Linked DNA regions of Sus scrofa: region 1 is linked to region 2. A link is a contact called in public HiChIP or PLAC-seq data. All regions are on one chromosome and are shown on one strand. The core of a region is the stretch at or near the end of the contact, and the rest is flanking DNA. Distances in the headings are between cores, read along the strand shown. Region 1 holds the start of SHARPIN (sharpin). Region 2 holds the start of BOP1 (ribosome biogenesis protein BOP1).

What was found. HiChIP or PLAC-seq counts read pairs in DNA pulled down with a chosen protein or histone mark.
Region 1: an H3K27ac HiChIP or PLAC-seq map of alveolar macrophages shows a contact between it and region 2. The contact joins the promoter of SHARPIN here to the promoter of BOP1 in region 2. A contact is called at or near these places in 1 of 5 promoter capture datasets (liver), 3 of 47 Hi-C or Micro-C datasets (heart right ventricle, liver and skeletal muscle) and 2 of 2 datasets of contacts at active chromatin or transcription factors (alveolar macrophages and skeletal muscle).

The regions. Positions count from the first base shown.
Region 1 is chr4:598,972-602,963 of Sscrofa11.1, forward strand. SHARPIN (sharpin) reads left to right here and starts at 1,727. Exons shown (of 9, transcript XM_003125446.6): 1 at 1,727-2,307; 2 at 2,587-2,761. The coding sequence starts at 2,110. MAF1 (repressor of RNA polymerase III transcription MAF1 homolog) reads right to left here and starts at 1,549. Exons shown (of 8, transcript XM_003125444.4): 1 at 1,129-1,549; 2 at 245-371; 3 at 16-144. The coding sequence starts at 327.
Region 2 is chr4:483,944-487,896 of Sscrofa11.1, forward strand. BOP1 (ribosome biogenesis protein BOP1) reads left to right here and starts at 2,619. Exons shown (of 16, transcript XM_013988007.2): 1 at 2,619-2,759; 2 at 3,752-3,907. The coding sequence starts at 2,670. It overlaps HSF1 (heat shock transcription factor 1), which reads right to left and starts at 2,522. Exons shown (of 13, transcript NM_001243819.1): 1 at 2,243-2,522. The coding sequence starts at 2,359.

The DNA of each region.
Region 1 (3,992 bases), core at 477-2,976, 110 kb after region 2:
CCTGCCCCCTCTCACCTGCTGGGGCTGAGGCCCGAGGTCTGGGGTGGGGACAGGGCCTCCAGCACGTGCGGCTGGCCCTCCTGGCAGAACTGCTTGAACATGTGCTTGTCGTCTCCCGCCATCTTACAGGAGTAGCTCTCGATCCTGGAGATGCAGGCGGGACCATAGAGGACGCCACCCCCAGGTCAGGTCAGAGCCAGCGCGGCATGAGCTCTGCAACGCCAGCCCCGGGCCCCGGCCTCACCTGCCAATGATGTGGGCATCTCCCGTCTCCACGGTCAGCTGCGAGTTGATGGCCTCGAAGCTGGAGTTCTCCAACAGCTTCATGTCCTTGGGGCGGAGGGTCCTGTGCTTCGGGGGGCTCGTGCTGCCTGGGGATGGAAGGTCAGTCTGTGGGTATCTGGCCCTTGAGGCTCCACCTTCGGGCCCTCCTCCCACTGAGTGGCACCACCATAAACAAGCTGGGTTCCTCCTGCAGCCTGCTCCCAAGCCTTCAGCACTGGTGGAGGGAACAGATGCCCTTTCACTGAGACTGGCAAGTCCAGGCCCACCGCAGCCACACCTCCTGCACTTCACAGGAGTTCTTGGGCCAGGCTGGGGGACCAATGGGGGATCCTGTGCACCCTGGGGATGCTGGTTTAGTGTCTGCTCCAAGACTCCCCGTTCGAACTGAAGAGCCCCGCCCACCAAGGGGGGCACTGTGAGCCTGCGAAGGAACGAGACTCCTCCAGCCAAGCTCCTCAGCCAGGTAAAGAACCCGCAGCCGGTTCGGAACCAGGAGACCAGGGGCTCGGCCCTGCGGGCCACCTGGGTGCGGCGCTCTTCCCTATTCTACAGGCTGCCTTCTAGCAAAGGGGGAGAGAAAAACCCATGAGTTCCTGCTTCACTCCCCAAGGACGCCGGGGAGCAGAGGGAGGCCCCACGACCCCCCAAGGGCTTGTCAGCGGGGCCGCTAGGGCGCTCCCGGGTCGGCCGGGTCTAAGGGGAACCCCAGTCTAGCCACGCGAACTACAAATCCCAGGAAGCCGTGCGCCTCGAGACGCACGCACGCGCGCCAACGCAAAGCCTGCTGGGGGCTGTAGTTCCGGAGCCGCCGAGTCGGCGCCGGGCACAGGGGCGTTCGCCTACCTGCTTGCGCTGCGCTCAATCCGGTTGGGCCGGGTCGGACCGGGCCAGACAGGGCAGGTCGATAGGCGTCGGTGCGGGTGAGAAGGCGGTGCGGGCCCCGGACAGCGCGAGCTCCTCAGGACCGGAGGGCGGCGCCGCGGCCTCCTCTCGGGCCGCACTGTATCCGGGGGAAGAAGCTCCGCGGCGACGTCCCGTTACTCCCGGCCCTGCCGGCCCATCCGGGCTGCCACCGCGACATAGCCACGCCCCTGTACGGCGCCCGACTATCGCGACCGACCTGCCCGCCGACCGCCACAGAAGGCCTGAGCAGGCGAGCGAACGACCTCTGCCTCCCCGGGCCGGACAACAACAAGCGTCCGCCAGGTCCGGCCCCACGCGTCTGAATGGCCCGCTCCAGCCGCCGGGATCGGGAGCTCGCACAGCCATTCGGGGGTTTACCCGCCGCTCAGTCCTGTCTTATGCTCCTACTGGCTGTGGCGCCTGTCCATCATCCTCTCCGCCGTGCGAACACGCCTTCCCCGCTGGCGCTCATTGGCCACGACCCCCGCCGGCTCCGCCCCAGGTGGCTGCCGGGGTTCCCAGGAGGAGCTTGCGGACTAGTGAGGTGTGGGCAGGACCGGGAGGCGGGGCCCGCGGCTGGAGGTCGGCTAGAAGGGGCCTGGGAGCGGTGTCTGGCTTCAGCCAGACGCGGACCTCTGTGCTGCAGTCCCCGCCCGACCCTTTGGGGCCTTCCAGTCGTGGCCAGTGTTTTCATCCTTGACACTTTGCCCCGGGTACGGGCCTCCAGGCCCAGTCTCGCCCTCCCGAATCCGGAGACCCTCGGCCGTGTCCTTCCTGGGCGAAGCGGGCGGGTCGGGCTCCGACGCTTTGGCGGCGCCCGGAACCCCAGGCTCGCGGCTCCAGTTTCCGGCCGGCGGAGGCGCTCGGCCCCCCGAGGCCACGGAAGCGGGCTCAGGGGGCCGGGCCGAGGTCGGACCGGAGATGGCGCCTCCAGCGGGCGGCGCGGCCGCCTCCTCGGACCCGGGCTCGCCGGCGGTGCTCTTGGCCGTGCACGCCGCGGTGAGGCCGCTGGGCGCGGGGCCGGACGCCGAGGCGCAGCTGCGGAGGCTGCAGCTGAGCGCGGACCCCGAGCGACCGGGGCGCTTCCGGCTGGAGCTGCTGGGCGCGGGACACGGGGCGGTGAGTGGGAGCAGCCGCGGAGCCGCGGGGGCCAGGTCCTTCCGTTCGCCAGCAGCGCCCGGGAGCGGTTTTTTTCCTTGCTTCTGTTTACTCGCCCGTAGACTGGAGGTAACGCTGGTACCTCCCTTCATAGGACGACTGAGGAGGTTTCATAAGATAATACGAGTAAAGGGCTTAGGGCAGTGTCAGTGGTCTACACACGTTACCTCGTGTTCTTTTGATCATCTTGCAGTGTGCGCTGGGGGCGAGGCACTGAGCCCGGACTCTCCCCCTCCTCAGGTAGGTTTGGAGTGGCCCTTGGAGTCAGTTTACTACAACGTCCGAGGCCCCAGCCAGCATGAGCTGCAGCCTCCACCAGGAGGGCCTGGGACCCTCGGCCTGCACTTCACGGATCCGCAGGAAGCTCAGCGGTGGGCAGCCCTGGTCCGCAGTGCCACCATGGAAGGACAGAATGGTCAGTGCCCTGGATCGAAGATTCATTTGATTGGCCAGAGACTGTGTCAGTGCTAGGAGAAAATCGCAGTAGCCCAGTCCCCCAGGCCTGGGTAGGGGACTTAGTGATTAGTGGGAAAGCTAGACACTCCTTACCCACTGCTGAGGTTCTGGGGAGATACCCAGGAGGGAGAAAGTAAAGAGCTGGCGCTTGGGGTCCCAGGCAAGTGCAGAGGGCAGAGCAGGCGGGCCCTCGGGACCTGGGTGAGGAGCTAGACTGTCAGAAGCAATGGGAAGCTATTCAGCAGTAGAGTGACAGCCGCGATTCAAGCTACCTAAGACTGGGTGAGGTCTGAATGTATGTGAGTGCCAACAGGTAGGGCTGGAGAGAAGGAGGATGTTTCCAGCGATGCTTAGGAAACGGACTGGCTGGGTTTCATGGAGGTTTAAAAGATAGAGTTAGTGGTTGAGCCAGGAAGCTGCGAGGACCAGACACTGGAGCTTGTAGCCAGAGGGCCTGTCTGGAGGGCCTGGAGGTGTCAAGTTCTGGAACAGATGGGAGGGAAGGGAGGGAGGTGGATCTGGGCTGGAGCCCAGGCTTGGAAGAGGTAGAGGCTAGGGGTAGAAAAGGTCAACCAAGGTCACTAAGAGAGAGCAAAATGTGACAAGAAGCGGGTCCGGCAGGCACACGGTGCGTCAGGGAGAGTCCACAGATGCATCAGAAGAGCTGTGCGAGGGGTGGGAAGAAGAGCACACGTTGAGGGGAAGTGAGGTCGAGACAACATCATCCGCGGAGGGAGAAGGGCCTTTTTCTTTCATTCATTCACTCGTTCACTCACCAGGCGTGTATTCAGCACCACTAAGCACTCTTTTAAGGCCTCAGAGATCAAGTATGAAGCAAACTTTATTTTTTCTTTCTTTTTTAAATTTTTTTCTTTTTAAAAATTTTTTTCTTTTTTGAAGCGAACTTTTTTCTTTTGTTTTCTTTTTTCCGCCACTGTATAGCATGGGGATCAAGTTACTCTTACATGCATACATTTTTTTTCCCCACCCTTTGTTCTGTTGCAATATGAGTATCTAGACATAGTTCTCAATGCTACTCAGCAGGATCTCCTTGAAAATCTTTCTAAGTTGTGTCTGATAACCCGAAGCTCTCGATCCTTCCCACTCCCTCCCCCTCCCGTCGGGCAGCCACAAGTCTATTCTCCAAGTGCATGATTTTCTTTTCTGAGGAGATGTTCATTTGTGCTGGA
Region 2 (3,953 bases), core at 1,369-3,868:
ACCTCCAGGCTCTGCAGTGGCCCTCGAAGCCAGCACGGGGGCAACTGCGGGCTCCTGCACGGAGGACCAGCTCAGCAGGCTGGTGGGGCCCGCCTGGCTCCGGGCAGGGGAGAGGGCGGCCCTGCCTGTCCTGGGGTCTCTGGAAATGGTCCTTTGCCAGCTTGGAGTGGCCAGGGGTTTCACAGGGAGCTGGGGACCTGACCACGGAGACCGTGCTCCACCTGGACACTAGCCCCTCTCAAGCGATCCCTGAGTGTGGCACTCACTTGGGCCACCTGGGCTGGTGGCCTTGGCAAGGTCCGGTTCCTGGGAGAAAGAGGCCCTCAGTCTTGGCCAGAAGGGTCTGACTCCCATTATGTCCCAGGGGGCGTGGTGGTAGCACTCCCAAGGCCACACTCCCGGTCACCAAGTCCCCTCCCGCGGGAGCCCTTGCCTATTCAGCCGTGGCGCCGCACGGGGCGCATCTGACGGGACAAGGCTTTGGAAGGGCGGGCAAACCAACACGTGCCTCTGGAGCAGCGACCCGCTGGCCGGCCCCAGCTCCCAGGGCTGGCACCCGCCCGTGGTCATGCATCACGCAGACCACAGAGTCGACCACTGCACCTCCTCCTCCCCCTCATTCCCTGGGCCACAGGCAGAGGTTTTCTCCTGGTGGAACAATGAGCAAAGTTCCAGCACAAAGGGGAAGGGCCAAGGGCACAGGCGTCAGACCTGTCCGGGGCCTCCGACAGCAGGACTCCAGGCTGCGAGTCGGCAAAGGGCTCCAAGCGGACTTTGAGACAGAGGCCCGGGGGTCCTGTGGGCACCCTGCCGGCCCCAGGCAGGGGCTGGTCTCCTTTCTCAGGGCCAGCCCCACTGCGTCCTGCACCAAGCACACCCTACTCGCTCTGTGTACAGACTAAGGAGGATCAAAAGCTCTTGCTCCATGGCCGCTTGTCCCCAGGGAGACCATGCCTGGGGGCGCAGCCACCTTGAGTAGAGACCATCACGGGCTGGACCATGTCCGCTTTCCTGCTCCAGGCTTTGCCTGGAATACAGGCCGTGAGGCCTGGGGAGCAAGCTGACGCTGGCTGTGCTTCGCCTGGCCTGGAGCAGACTGAGAGGCGGGATGTCCCCACAGTAGGTTCATCCCAAAGGACCTCTGGTGCCCTCCCCCAAACGGGAGTTACGGGGAAGGGACAAGAAGAGGGAGAAGGGAAAAAGACAGAAAAATGGGGTCATTTCATTTGGCCGGCAAAGTTCAAGGCCTGGAACAAGGGGTGGTTCCCACCGTTAAAGAAACAGGGCCTGGGATGGAGAACGCCACATGGATATTTGCTGGGACAACACACAGTGTCCCCAAGGGAATGCAGCACGGTTTCTGGTCTCCTCAAAGGGACAAGTGGAACGAGAGAACGTGGCCTCCAGCTCTGGGCTCCTTTCAGCCCAGACTGCTCTTCCTTTCCAAGGGCTCAGCAGGATGACAGGCAACAACTCAGTGGGGTCCAAGAAATCCAGCGTTTGGGCGCTCAGGAGAGTAAGCACGTTTGGAGGCGCCCGGAGCCTGCCTACGACTACGGTGGCCTAGGCCACCCCCCTGCCAGCCGCGAGCCGTGGCTCCGACCTGCCCCACCTCGACGTCACAGCCAGGACGTCCATCTCCAAGTCCAACCTCCGCAAACTGGAGTTGTCCAGCCTGCGGAGTCAGACCATGTAAATCACCTGCCCGCTGCCAGGCAACGGGAGACAGGGCGTGAATAAAGTCGCGCACAGAGCAAGAAACACGAGTCGCTCTTGGGAAAGCAGCTCTGGGATCTGGACCCGGGCTCGAGACCAGCCTGAACTTTATGACGTTGTGCTTTCTGTTTTCGCTCCCTCTCCTTTCGAACTAGAGAAACGCCCTCCAGTTCCAGGGCCGAGACTTGATTTACCCTGAATAACTGCCCACCACACCACTGGAACTCTGGGGCCACCGGGGCCCAGCGTCCACTAGCGAAGCCGGGGGCTGTTCTAAGCACAGACGCGTCCCGCAGTCGTCCCACAGGCAGCAAGCGCAAGCCCACGGAGGCAGAAGCCCTTCCTACCCAACGCGGGAGAGCGGCGTGGACAGGAGCGACCTCCAGCGGGCCTGCGACGCTTCTCCCCGCACTACCCCCTGCTCCCCACCCCCACACCGGGCCTGCGAGGCGGGGTCCGGGCCTGCCCGTCCTGGGCCCCCGCGCCGCGGCCTCCCCGCCCCGGGCCGGCGCCCTCGGCCCCTCACCGGGCTCCAGCAGATAAGCGCGTCCGTGTCCGGGTCGCTCACGAGAGTCCAGAGCTTGGTCAGGAAGGCCGGGACGTTGCTGGGCCCCGCCGCGCCCGGGCCCACGGGCAGATCCATACCGGGCAAGGTGGGAGAGGCGGAGGCGGGACCGCGAGGAGGGGCTGAGGGCCGGGCTAGCGCCGCTGCCGCGCCTGCCGCCCGGGCCGCGCGCCGCCGCCCGCTGCGCACACACGGCCCCGGGGCCTGGCATGGCCGCCGCCATCTTGCGACGGGCGCGCTCCCGCCGGCGCCGCCCGCGTCCCACGGCGCGCGCACGCACACCGGCCCCCGTCCCGCCCGGCGCCCTCTGACCCCGCGGGCCCGCCCCCAGGCCCACGCGGTCGCGTCGCTGCCGGAAGTGGCGGCGCAGGGCAGACCGGCGGGCGGCATGGCGGGACCTCAGGGCGCGCGGCGCGTGGCGGTGGCCGGGACGCGGCCCGGGAAGCGGATGCTGGAGCCGGGGCGGGAGCCGGAGGAGGTGACGCGGGAGCGGGAGCGGGAGCGGGGGGGGGCGGCGGGGCTGGGCCGCGGCACCGGCCGGGGAGCGATCCCGCCCAGCGCCCGGCGGGCCTGGGAATGCGAGGAGGGAGGGGTCTCCTGTCCTCCGCCCCGGCGGCCTTGCGGGGGCGTCCTGGGCAGGGAGCTGGCTGGCGGTTGTGTGGGTCGGAAGAAGGTCTGGGCCGGAGAGAATAAGGAAGGAGAGCCGGCGTCCTGCGCAGCGGTCTTCCTGGGCCTTTGAATTGTCATCTGGGCGCAGAAGATTTGAGCCTGCAGTAGCTGCTTGTATAGCCAAATGTTCCTGACACGTTAGACGTTGTAGAAGAGGAAACGAGGATGAGAAAGCAGCGCCTGCTGCACTGGACGGCCCGTTTTAGCTGGACTCATGCTCTTCCTGTCCAGCGGAACCCCAGCCGCGCTGTGGGGGTGTCATCAAATCTCATCAAATCTCGGTGGTAGAAAGCCATAGCAGGCTTGTGCAGTCGAGCCTCGCAGCTGGGACTCCACGTTGCTGGTTTATCAGGCTGCCCCTTCACTTGTGACAAGTGCTCGTGGTGCTCCCTGGCCGGCAGGCAGCTCTGGGCACCATGCTCACCCACTTGTAGTGCTTTTGCCTCTGTATTCATCAGCGGCTGTTTGTGTTTGTGCCCAAAACATTTGTGCCATTTTTACTTGCCGTTGTAATTGTGTAGCTAGTTAGGCACGATAGAGTGTGTGCTGAGTGCTGTTTGGTAGCTGCTCCGTGCAGGCTGTCCAGTTTGGCGAGAGACTCAGGAACTATTGAAAAACAATGAAATCTAGAATTTTGCCTTCCAATGAATGCTTGCTAAGAGTCTGCAGGTTCTTGTTCCACCGTGCACCCTGTCTGGTGGAGTTAGGGCCGGGGTGGTGTCTGGTGGGCAGAAGTCTGCTCAGAAGCAGCTCTGGTCCTGCGCCACACAGAGCTGGTCACCGACAGTGTGCTCCTTGCAGCCCTCTCTCCCCGGCGCCCCGGCTCCCAGCCTGTCTGACAGCGAGGAGAGTGTGTTCTCAGGCCTGGAAGATTCTGGCAGTGACAGCAGTGAGGAGGAGGACGGGGCCAGCGGCGAGGAGCAGCACAGCAGGATGGAGAAGGCCACGGGGCAGCAGGTGGGTGAGCGAGCAGTGTTCTGGTGTGCTCGTCCTCGCTCTCCGG